Linked DNA regions of Gossypium hirsutum: all the other regions are linked to region 1. The links are chromatin contacts, called in public Hi-C maps. All regions are on one chromosome and are shown on one strand. The core of a region is the stretch at or near the end of the contact, and the rest is flanking DNA. Distances in the headings are between cores, read along the strand shown.

The links. A called contact is a pair of places that touch in the nucleus more often than the background predicts.
Region 2: a contact with region 1 is called in a Hi-C map of leaf, with 2.5 times the contacts expected there. The contact joins the promoter of LOC107888942 here to the promoter of LOC107888952 in region 1. A contact is called at or near these places in 4 of 34 Hi-C or Micro-C datasets (callus and leaf).
Region 3: a Hi-C map of leaf shows a contact between it and region 1, with 3 times the contacts expected there. The contact joins the promoter of LOC107888958 here to the promoter of LOC107888952 in region 1. A contact is called at or near these places in 15 of 34 Hi-C or Micro-C datasets (callus, hypocotyl, leaf and 1 more).

Annotation. Positions count from the first base shown.
Region 1 is chrA09:57,104,032-57,108,071 of Gossypium_hirsutum_v2.1, reverse strand. It overlaps LOC107888952 (zinc finger CCHC domain-containing protein 10), which reads left to right and starts at 2,271. Exons shown (of 2, transcript XM_016813229.2): 1 at 2,271-2,463; 2 at 2,895-3,981. The coding sequence starts at 2,927. The coding sequence ends at 3,721. LOC107888953 (bromodomain and WD repeat-containing protein 1) reads left to right here. Exons shown (of 25, transcript XM_041077734.1): 24 at 35-93; 25 at 469-939. The coding sequence ends at 673.
Region 2 is chrA09:56,920,981-56,925,592 of Gossypium_hirsutum_v2.1, reverse strand. LOC107888942 reads right to left here and starts at 3,296. Exons shown (of 6, transcript XM_041077729.1): 1 at 3,048-3,296; 2 at 1,986-2,172; 3 at 1,822-1,880; 4 at 22-1,737. The coding sequence starts at 2,106.
Region 3 is chrA09:57,338,937-57,343,358 of Gossypium_hirsutum_v2.1, reverse strand. It overlaps LOC107888958 (universal stress protein PHOS32), which reads left to right and starts at 2,088. Exons shown (of 4, transcript XM_016813235.2): 1 at 2,088-2,333; 2 at 2,443-2,552; 3 at 2,663-2,781; 4 at 2,948-3,285. The coding sequence starts at 2,153. The coding sequence ends at 3,026.

The DNA of each region.
Region 1 (4,040 bases), core at 1,022-3,521:
AATTCTTGTTAATTTTTGCTTTAAATTATTTCAGGATCAATACGCAGTAAATAAATTGAAGCAAGTTTCACAGAAGTCTAATTTTACAAACAGGTAAATAATTTTTAAAGAGTCATGTTTTACATGCTTATATGGATGTTCAATCTGAAGTTTTTAATACGTGTCAGCATTCATATACATCCTGCATTCCTGCTTCATAATTTTACACCATGTTTGGTAGGAAGGAAAATGAATGGAAGGGAAAAAGATGAGGAAAGGGAAAGCTATGTTTCCTTTGTTATGTTTGGTACAAAGGATGTAAAATAGAGAAATGTTACTAAATTGTTAAAAACATTGCTTATTCAAGTGGAAATTTCCATCCACACACTTTCCTTCCTCATTTCCACCCGCCAAACTCGGTGTTAGCCGGTACTCTCTGGCTTTTGGGTTTAAAACGTGACTGAATGTTGGAAATGACTATTTTGGCAGGTACCCTGTGCCATTATCATTTGATATTATCCAGTCTAGGTTGGAGAACAACTATTATCGAAGTTTAGAAGCAGTGCAGCACGATATTCAGGTAATGTTGTTGAATGCGGAGTCTTACTTCGGGAGAAATGCAGAGCTCTTATCTAAACTCAGACGCCTATCCGACTTTTTTATGCGGATATTGTCGTCTTTGCAGCCGCCGTAGATAGATCTTATAGTGAAGATCCATCTTTGTAGATAAATTAGAATTTTTGCTTTTTCATTTTTAATTTTCTTTTCCATTGTCTCTTAAATCCAGTTTTTGTTATTGATTTATACTTTGAGATTCTTTCGAGAGAGAAAGATATCAGGGAATGGTAGGTCTGTGGAAAATTATCCACCAAAAAGGTTCATTGTTGTTTTAGACCACTTTATATTGAGAAAAAAAATTTGAAAAAGAATATATTCTCAAAATGAAAAACGTATTAGCTAGCTTCCTGCTGGAGAATCTTTTGAGCTCCCTATCTTCTTGATGTTTGCTATTTAAAATGTCTACGTATATCAACTTTATGATTCGGTATTTTGAGAAATTATAATAATTTAATGATTATAAAAAATATTAAGATGGTATGGTTAGATTATAATAAGCCATACAAAATTTTAGAATTTAATTTTTGTACTTCTATTTGTGAAGTTTAATCTTTTTTATTTTTTAGATTTTATAATTCAAAGTCAATTGTTAACATTATCAAATTTGTTTTGGTCATTTTTTTTAAATTTGATTTTTTTGTCACTTTGTTGTTTAGTTAATAGTGGAACTTTATTTTTTATTAGTATAATAATAAATTTAACCCTTTGTTATAGCTACACCGCAAATCCCAACACATGTCCTTCGGGAGAACCGATCCTTTAGCAAATCATGTCTCTAGCAAACTTGACTAATTTAGTGAACCTTCCACTTTTAACAAGCGAACTTGAGCTTGACGAAGCTCACAACATATTTGAGATGTATATGAGAAATTTAAAATCATTAATTACCCAATTATCTCAAGACGTCATATTTTAAAACATCAGAGTTAGGAAACCAGATCAAGTCTCAATGTCAGTAATCTCTAAGCATGTAGATATCTTGTCTCTCACTTAAAATGGTCCATACAACATCGCACAAGGCACTACTTCATACACACACATCTTCTCCTTTCTTCTTCTTCCTCCTCTTTATAATTCCACTCCCAGAAGCTACTAACCTACAGTGGCTCTCTGCCTTGCCTACAAGCGAATCATCGATTCAACTATCACTTTCTTTTCTTTATTAATCTGATTGGTTAACATCTTTCAATGTATACACATTTTATCAATTTGATATTTGACTCTAAAAACTTTAACAAATTTACTTTACAAATTGTCAATTTAGTCCTAATTTAAAAAATTAAAAAATAGATAGATTAAAAATTATTTAATATCTTAAAAAAACAGTCTCATCTATAAAAATCTTAAAACATATAAAAATTTTAAAATAGAAAATTATTTAAAAATGTTTTTTTATTAAAAATTCTAAAATACTTTACAAGTTTAAAAGAATATAAAAATAAAAGAAGTTTAAAACTATTTTTTTAAAAAAACCTTAAAAATATAGTACCAAAATCCTAAAAATCTTTTTTCATAAATTTTTATTTTAGTTTTGAAATTTTTTATATTTAAAATTAAATTGATAAATATTGTAAATATTGAAGGTTAAATTTGTTAAATTTTTTAAAGTTACTGGAAGTTTAAATTTGTTAAATTATAAAAGAAATAAATTTATTATTAAGCGGTTAAAAGATATCAAAATAAAGAGTGTGGTAATTAGGTGGATTTGATTGAAATATAAAATAGGTAGGACATTTTAATTTACAAACAATTATTGAAGAAAAAAACCTCGAGCGTTTTAAATCTGAATTTACTCTTGAAGGGAAAAAATCCTATCCGCTATTAAGGATTTCGATTTGGATCTTTCCCCAGCGCGAAGAAGTTCTGGTAAGCCTTAATTCCCCCCCCCCCTTTTCGATTTTAATTATTTTAAAACCCTATCCGCTATTAAGGATTTCGCTCGATTAGATTTGTTTATTCTTCCCCCACCCCATTATTACTTTCAATTTAGGGTTTATTTGTTCTTCCAAAAAAGAATTAGGGTTTATTTGGCCTTTGTATTTGAGAATTACTCTAATTTTTTTTCAATTTCTTTTACGTTTATGTTTCGTTGTTTTGAAGAAAAATTGCACGTTTGCTTATAATTTCTTCGTTTTAACGGGTAGATTTTGCAAATTGTCTTCAGTTTGCCTTCATTGCTTGTTCGTAGTTAAGTTCATAGGTAAACATTGATATTTTTTCTGTCTTTATCCACTTTTCATTAGTTCTAAAAATCCTATTAGAGTAATGAACTGATCTGATTGAACATTTGATTGCAGCATATACATACACATACATATATATATATAAAATGTCAAGTAAGAAAGAAGAGAAAACTCAGGCTGCTGCTGAAAGAATAAAGGCAGCAGCATTGAGTGCTGCAAAAGGCCTAAGTCGAGCTCAGGCTGAAAGGGCAGCTGCGGCTGCCGCCCGAAATGTCAATGCTTATGGGCAAAAAGAAGAGGGGCCTAGCAGATGGCAAGAGAAAAGGGAAGCGAAGAGGCAAATGTATCTGATGAGTACTGAAAAGGCAGTTAGATTAGGCGAAAGGAAAGACAAGATAACCATGACGTCTACGATGGGTGCTTCTCAGTGCCAAAAGTGTTTCCAAGCGGGGCATTGGACGTATGAATGTAAGAATGAACGGGTTTATATGTCGCGACCGTCGCGTACTCAGCAGCTTAAGAACCCGAAATTGAGGATGAAGCTTTCTGTCTCTTATGATTTGGATAACCCTGATGTGAAGGATGATGAGAAAGATGATAATAGTAGGTCTAACAAAAGCAAGAGGAAGCACCGGTCGGATTCGGATTCTAGTAGTGATAGTGAGGCTTCTGTTTTCGAGACTGATAGCGGTGGTGCCTCATCTGTTACGGGATCAGGTTCTTCTTCAGCAGAGAGTAGTACGGATTACAGTACGTCATCAGAGTCCGAGGAAGAGAGGAAGCGTAGGAGAAAGAAGAATAGGAAGAAGAAGCAGAAGAAGGTGAGACGCAGAAGGTACAGCTCTTCTTGTGAGTCTTCCGATTCTGAATCAACATCAGGTTCAGATTCTGATGATAAGAGCAGCCGATGGAAGAGCCGGAAGCATAACAGAAGGCGCTGAAAGGAACAGGGTTGTCATACACATTTCCTTTTCGATGTCGGATTTGCCGGTTCTGAGACCGGATAATTTTACCATCTGCTTGCGGTTCTTTATTAGGTTTTCCCTTTGGCATATTATGTTCTTAAAAATGCTGGAAATCAAACACACTAGGATAGGGTTGCTAGATGTTTTCATTGCTTTTCCTTCTACCATCAGTTGCTTTGTTATTTGTTGAGTGTTATATGATTGGAGTTTGAAAAATCTATTTTTTGAGTTACTCACCTTGAATGTGCCATCTGAATTTGTGTTAGTTACTGCTGCGTTCCCATTGCTGGGATTT
Region 2 (4,612 bases), core at 2,047-4,546, 180 kb after region 1:
CGATTGAAAAATGCCCTTTACCTGAAACTTGTGTTTCGGAGTGTGCCCTGGATGTTGCGAAAATGATGTTGAAATCGAAGTTGATACGGAGTTGAGAGATTTCTTGCAGGAAGATTCGACTGCATTGCTTAATTCGCGAAGCTTTTGTTCCAAAAGCACACTTAAAGCATCTCCTCCTATCACATTATATCCTAATGAAGACAACTTCATACTCTCAGTATCAAGCAACAATCGCTTGCCCCGATTATCCATGCGACTGCTGTTATTTTCCTCTGCAATCTGCATAGATGTCTCCATTGATCGAGTAAGTGGGGCAGTGAATGTGAACGAGACAACATCCATGCCTTTCTTCTTACTATCTTCGACCCAGTTGAGGCTTCTTTCAGTAACATCATGGTCTTCCTTCCGGGTTTTTTCCACCAACATACTATCAACATTCTGATTTTTCTGAAAACTGGAATCTCTATCTATCGATCTTTTCTTCCTTAGGTTCTTTGTACTAGAATATGGACCTCGCTCACTATCCGTTGCACCTATATTGAACTTCCTCGATCCAGTTTTGGAATTCCCAACAGTTTTACCTGACATTTTGTGTCGCCCTGAAGCAGAATCCGTAGGCAGCACTTTTCGACTATGCAAGTTGGAACCTATTGGCTTTGAAGGTAATTTTCCTTTATCAGTTATACAGTTTTGCTTCTGATTGTTTGGCCTGAGTGCACCTGGCACATTGTACAACGAAGATCTCTTATGCAAACTCTTCCGAGAACTTAGTTGGCTCTTTAAGTGTTGGTTTGACTTAACCTCACTCTCATCTTTTGTTCCTAACAAACTCCGGCGGTTGCTTGAATTCAGTCCTTCTCGTTTCTGCACATTGAACTTTGCTTGTATTGCAAGCGAAATAGATTTCCCCTCACTCTTTAGAACCGAAGAAATTTCCTCTGTATCAGAAGTCCGCAACGTTGGTGTGTCTATTGATCCGTTCCAGCTCTTGTTCATCGATTGTCCTTTAAGAAACTTGACAGCATTCGACTCGACTGGCTTCCGAGTTATTTCAGCGAGTCGGGTTGTTTTATGTGCAGTTTCAGATTTCTCTTTGAAGTCTCTAACTTTCACAGGCACTGAAGAAGAACGAACCGGAGGCTTTCTTTGTGCAGCCTCCATTTTCTCTTTGAAATCACGAACTTTCACGGGAACTGAGGACGATCCGACCTGCGGCATTTTGGCTCTAGTGATGACTTGGGGACCAGGCTCGATAATTCTCGCAGCTGCTTCCATTATATGAGCAGCATCCATAGTAGGAAAAAAACCCGGACTCTTGATCGGAGACAAAAGTTTATGGTGTGTAATTGGAATTGTTTTAGCAGCCTTTGGAGGCAAACTTTCGGTTCGGAATTTCTCTATAGGTTTGCTGACTGTCTTCTGAGGTTTCAGTTCTGCAACGATCCTTGGAGGGCCGCCCTCCATCTTATTGAACCGATCATCTGGATAAACTATTTGCTCATTATGATGATAATTAAGGTTTCTCCTTCGAAAATGAGCATCTCGAAGAGATTGAGTGTCGAAAAATGGGGTGGAGTATGGCTCGGAAGATGTAGGTAACGAATCTAGTCCCATAAGCCGAGCAACTACATTTGGGGCCTTAGCTCCATACATATCATCATCCGTAACTGAAGATGCACAACTATAATCACTACTTCCTTTGAAGCTTGCCCCAGCTCCAATTTCATCCTCGTCCATCTGAAATAATCACAAACAACAATTGTAAGAGCAGTTTCAGATTACGATCAACCCTGAATTCATATCCTGTTGCTATGTTCTCACCAAATGGATTCGTGTCATCGGTATGTTCCCATCACTTCTCTTTCCCTGTTTGGAACGCTCTAAAAATTTGAAGACATAAAACCGATCAGCAACGACAAAAGGACATAACTATTATGATGCAAGAACATAATTTTTCCTTGCATTCGCCGGGAAGGTGGTTATACCTGGAAAATCCGACTTGCTTGAGAATAGCTTCTTCCGAGATTTCGCAGTCCAGTCGAATAGCTGAAAGAATCCACCTACATAACCTCCTCCATTCGTTGAACCTTCTTTTTCGACCCCCATTGTATGAAACCAAACAGATCAACTTATACTGAGAAATACAAACTCGATTCAACCGATCAAATCCGTCTGTTGATATTGTTAAACACAACGAACCATTCAGTTACAAATTATAGAATTTCTTACACAATCAAACACTATATCATAGACTCCTACAAGATGAACAAAACCTAGAGAAATATATTAAATTAGACGAACAAAAGGCTCGATGTTCATCGTTAAGTCGAGTTCAAGATGTCCGAAAATGCATCAAGTTAAACATGGTGAAATGCAGTATCTCAATCATCATTTCACATCATACTAGCAATACACATTGCAAAACTTCAAATAACTAAAAACCATTGAACAAACTCGAAACCGAGGAACATTAAACAAGTAAATAAACCATCTCTAAATCCTTGATTCCATAGTTACCATTCTTATATATCTATATAACAATGCGCTCAATCTTTAACATTTGAACTAAACTATTCTCACAAATTCCAGGTACAATGTCGGAACTATGCTACATTGATATCTTGAAATTCCCCTCTAAATCTTCACATATGCTTTACTATAATAGCATTGCTGTTTAAAATTTAAATAGCTAAGATCCCACAATATTGCATTTATCTATAGTACTAATGGGGGATTAAAGAACTTAGACACTAACTGCATTGACTCATTTTAATATAATAAACACCTTAGATCCCAGTTTTAACCCAATCAGTAAATCAAATGATAGATTGCTTCTACAACGTACCAAGCAATTCAATTTCATTGAAGCTGCAAGACGAACACTGTACTCAAAATTTTAAGTCATATATCGCTTTTCTCTGATTTTCCCAGCTACCAAACAGATCCATGTGAACAACTCAAAATAGGAAAAAGAAAACATAAAATCAAAAAATACACCCCCAAAACAAAAAGCCAAATCTTTACACGAAGGAAAAAAAAGAACTTACATTGAAACCAATGAAGAAGAACAACTTGAATGTAGCTAAAAAATTTTCTGGGTTGAGCTTGAATATAAAGAAAAGACTAAAACTTTGATATGCGATTATTAAGCTTAAATTTTGGGGGATGTTTTTGAGACAAACAAAAGTGAAAGGCTCCTCCTTTGAATGTGAGAAAGGGACAGAGAGATACAACAGAGAGTTTTTTGTAGTTTCAAATAGACAATAAGCACGGATTTTGATTTTTGAAAAAAATAAGGAATAATAAAATCGTTTTTTTAATTTAATAATAAAAAGAGGTAAATTTAAAAAAAGCTTGTAACGTCTCTTTGGAGATTCAAAATTCCAAACGGGAGACTTTTGAGTGGTCCTTGGGTTTTTCATAATGTTACAGCCCTGTTTTTATTATTTTGTGTACAACCTGATGTGCTGGTGTACACGCGTCAAGAGAAAACCTATTTTTCAAAGTTATTGGGCAACATGGTATCAAACATCAAATTAGAGTTCACAATATTATATAGAATATTTAAATTTATTTGAAATATATGATAAGAATAAATAATAAAATATAAATATATATATGATTATTTTTTTAGAATTCATACAATACTATTAATTTATTAAAATTTATATAAAAATATTTTAAACACAATTGTAAAATAATAAAATATAAGAATTCAGCATGAAGAATCAAATGGGTCTCTTGTTTAAACTATTAAGATGAAAATTTTTTTTTTTTATAAAAGAAGTGGTTGTTTATGGGGTAAAAGGAACCATAAGAAAGTCATTTTCCCTCCAAAGCAATGCTGATAAGTTAGTTGTTAAAAGGGAATATTATCTTTATTTTTATAAATTAAACTTAAATAATGTATATTTAATATTTTATCTGAATTCATGGAATCAAATTTAAAATTTCCTTAGCTCCATTAAGTTTATTGCAGTAAGTAACACATTATTTAAGTTTCAAGCTATTTGGTTTAAAATTTATGTACAGGTTATTTAAAATATGAATGCACTCAATTTACACATTTATAGATTTTTCTTTATCAACTTATTTAATAATTTAACTTTTGGATTTGTTTGAATGTGTTTGCATTGTTTTGACACTTTTTCAATTTTCTTTTTATTGTAAATCTACAAAATCTTAATTTTGATGGTGATGCACTTATTTTTCCTTAAACTTTTTTATCTCTATTGATTTGGTCAAGAAATGCTTTTTTTTTGTTTTATTGTAAAATCTTTACTTAAATATGCTTTTCATGAATTTTTATTAAAAAATAAGTGATATCTTTATTGATTTTTATTTTTATTTTTCTTGTAATAATTTGAAATATTTTTTTAGTAAATAAAATAGAGATCAATTACAAAGATAAAACAGTTGCACTACAAATTGAGTCCCCATCAATCTAAACTTACTCAATAATTTCTATAGGAATATCCTTGAACTTGATAGAACCATGTGGGATCTTCTACATTGTACCATCCAATATGTGAGCTGTAGCATTAGTTTCTTTTGCGACCTTCTGTGAAATCACCTGCCACTTCATGCTGCAACGTTCCTTTATTCTAATCAC
Region 3 (4,422 bases), core at 839-3,338, 240 kb before region 1:
AAAACTTATACAAGTCTATTCAAATATATAAAAGTTCGAGACTTACTAGCATACTAGGTCGATTATAATCAATTTACTTATAAAAGAAATGCAGCTAAAACAACATATACAATAAAATAAAATAAAAGTTCAAGATAAAGTAAAATTGTTTGATATAAGTCTTCAAAGCAGTCATTATTCATTCTCAATAATTTAAAGGAATCCAATTGCTTAATCCGATCCAATCTAATCTTTCAGATAATTTGCTTCAAATGGATTAGAGATGATCATGGACTAGGCTGGACCTCAATATAATTTTAGGCCCATTTTCTTAGCCTGATCCAAAAAATAGACTTAAAATTTTATGCAAACCTAACCCAGTCCTCTCGTATTAAAATTTCTTATATTATTATTTAAAAAAATTAAAAATATAATATATCAAATAAACTAAAAAATTTAACACTAAGATATGTGCAACTTAGCAAGGAAATGCCTCTAAAATAGTAGTAAAATTAACAATAAAACAAGAGTTACAATAATATCCAAACAATAACAACAAAATAATAACAATATAATAACGAAATAGTAGCAGAATAGCACCAAAATAACATGTTTAATTTTTTATTTTTTGTAAATTTAGGCCCAGTCGAGCCCAGGATAAAAAAAAAGCTTACTTGAGGCTCGACCCGCTTATAAAACGGGCATCGTTTTTTGCCTAAGCTCATTTTTTAAACCTATATTTTTACACAAACTATTTTAACTTTCGGGTAGACCTTCAAGTAGGGCCAAATAACATGACTCATGATAAGGTCTAAAATGAATTTGATCTTTATAGATGGATAATCATATTTTCATGATATCAACATAATTTATAGCTCAAAAATTTTATTTTAAAAATTACCTATCCTAAAAATAACAAGTTAATAGAAAAAAAAAAACTCAACTCATCGCAATGTTAACCATAACGACCATAGCACTTGCCTCAACAAAATTTATCATATTCCCTCAAATCCGTATATTTATAAACCATGTTATTATAATTTGTAATTAACAATGATTATTCTTACAAGTTAATCATTTATATGCACCAGACACTCATTAAAGTAAAGCTAGACAAAAATTCATCAAACATTGATTGCCCACGTGGAGGTCACCACCCGACAACAACAAAGAATCCGATACTTCTCAGACAATGTCTAAACTTTCACAATCACCGTCTTATCTCCATCGGTGGCTCAAAAAATGCCAAAATTCTTATGATAAAAAAAAAAAGAAAAGGCGAAAAATCATACACCAACCCTTACCTCAAAAAGTAAACTCCATTACAAACTTTTCTTCAGTTTCTGGCCCTTTCTCTCTTTATCTAAAGTTGATGCCTTTCTATTCATTCCGACTCACTTGCTCGTATAAAATATAGGTCACTTTTCTTCTTTACATTATGCTTAATTATATTATATAATTTAATTATTTAATTATCAAATTTATATTTTAGATAAATTATTAATAAAGAGAATATGTGATGCATCATCGATGATCTATCCGGCTTAAATTCGGTATTTTAAACCTAAGATCGTAAACTCTAAGCTTGAGAGTTATTAATATATATTTATAGTAGTTATAACAAAATTAATATTTAAATTTGTTTTAAAAAAATTATTAGTATTTATTTATAAATCCTTCACAATTTTTTATTTTATTTAATAATAATGTAGTATGTTATTATTTATAGATGATGCATGAGATTCGTGCAATAGTATGCATCAAATACTATTCTTTATTAATATCATTAAAAAGTTGTACTATTAATATAAATTAAAAAAAACTCATATAATGAGGTTGAGTTGAATTTTTTAAATAAAAAATTAAAAAAATGATTATTTTTATAGCCAGAATTTTACGAAATAAATTTCACATTGTTTGAAAAAATTTATACAAGTTAACTAAGGAAATATTTAATGATCTTAATATTTTGAATTAAGACGTAATATTCTTTCATAATGTTAGTGCTTTGGACTAAAATAATTATATAAAAAAGTAAATTCCAAAATGAAATTTATTCCCATAAAAATTCCAGCTATAAAAGGGTTTAAAAAGTTTAATATAGATATATATACACACAGGGCTAAGCATATTAGGGTGATCATAGAAAAAAGTAAAGACAGAGCGGAGAGATATGGCGGCTGATAGGAGAGTTGGGATTGCTGTTGATTTCTCTCCAAGCAGCAAGAATGCGTTGAAATGGGCTGTGGATAACGTTATCCGGAAAGGGGATCATCTTATCCTTGTTGCCGTTCGACCTGAAGGTCATTATGACGAAGGCGATCAGATACAGCTTTGGGAAGCCACCGGTTCACGTACATACTCTTCTTCCTCTAATTAATTTTTATCGTTTGTTTCTCGAGAAAAAAGAATCCAGGATAAGCTTAAAGAAATGACTTTTTTAATTTTACTATGTTAATGTAGCTTTAATCCCATTAAGTGAATTCTGTGATCCAATTATCATGAAGAGGTATGGAGTAAAGCCAGACCCTGAAACTTTGGATATTGTCACCACTGCTGCTAGGCAAACCCAAGTACTTTTCTTCTTCCCACAAAAATCCATGAAATTGAACTTAATTCATTTTGTTTCAGTTATTGTTAATTATTATTAGTAAGTTGATATATTTTACTCACAAATCATCAGATTGAGGTGCTGATGAAGATATACTGGGGTGATCCTCGTGAGAAGTTATGTGAGGCCATTGATACTATCCCTCTTAGCTGCATAATTGTAGGAAATAGAGGGCTTGGCACGCTTAAGAGGTAAACCTTTTTCATCAATTAATCTCTTCTTTCGTTTTTAGACTATGAGATTAAATTATATATTTTTATGAGAGGATATCAAACACTGATATTTTTTCAAAGAAGTGAAGAGTCATAGCAACATATATTATCATATTCCGAGATTTTAATTTGTTTTTATTTTCAGGGCTATAATGGGCAGTGTAAGCAACTATGTAGTGAACAATGGCTCCTGTCCTGTTACTGTGGTGAAGCATCATGTTTAAGGATTGTTTTTCATTGCCTTTGAGGTTTTAAAAGTGTTTTCCCATAATAGAAGTAATAAGGAATAGTTGAGATATGTAGCTTGATTTATGTTTTATTGCATGGGATTGTATGTATGGAAGTAATTAAAGCTTTTGTTGAAGCTGAACACACTTCATCTTGTTGTATATTGAGATGGGTGTTTGTGTAAACTAGACTTACCAATTGAGTGATGTGAGAATAAATTGTGTAGGCAGTTTCTAAGAACTGCTGGTTCTAACACATCATAATTGTTGATAGACGGATATTGGTGTTAAAATTTTATAAAATTTTACGAGAATTTTTAAAAATTTTAACAAAACTTAATTGAAATTTTCAAAAAAGTTTAAGAGTTTAAGGAAAATTTTAAAAAATTATTGGGAAGCCAATGGCTCTACATCAAAGTATCAACTAGTCTAAATTTTGTTTCAGTCAAAATTTACTTGTGTTATTGTCCATTTCATCTAATTTTTGATTTGTAACATTTTGTTCCGGCTGGCACAAGATTTTGGTATTCGAAAATTAATTTTTAATTTTTTTATTTGAATCATTTTTATTTTTAAAATTATATATAAACATGACATATAATTATTAAACCAAATTATTGAATCTAATTAATAAATTTAAAATTCATATTTGTATATAAAATATTTTATTTGCCTATTAAAGTATATTTGTATGTTTATATAATATATCTATATTATTTATGAAGAGCTTAATTAAGTTTGTCTCACCCTTCAATCGAATCTCAACTCGGTTGCTAAGTCTATAATATTTATAAAGAGTTTGACTAAGTTGGCATCACTCTTCAATTAGGTCCCAGCTCAGTTGTTAAAGTACTAAAAGATCATTATATTTTAACGAAGAAACAAATATTATTTTGAGAATATTTTTATAATTTCATATAAAATCCAAATATATATATATATGATTTGAACTTAAGATTTAAGACTCCACAACACTCGCTCTCTCAATCATTTCAGTCAAATACATATTTTATTTTTATATCAAGTTTTAACAAATTTATTATATAATTGTTTTCACATGCATCGTTAGTATGCCACAATATAGTATTGTTAACATATTTAGATATTAAACTATAAGTATTTGAAGAGTGATCCACTTACATTAGTGTAAAACTCAAGTAATTTTACATACTTTCATCGGTGTAAGCCTAAAATGACAGTACATCGAGTACAATATTAATGATTTGTGAAAACTGAACTAAGTTTAATATTCATGTATCAAATTGCATAAAATCAAAGTTCATATATCAAATTGAATATTAAATCATAGTTCATGTATAACTTTGATATATTCCCCTTAATTATGATGTATTAAAATTTAGTCTCTGTACTTTAAAAGTTAAAAAATTTAATT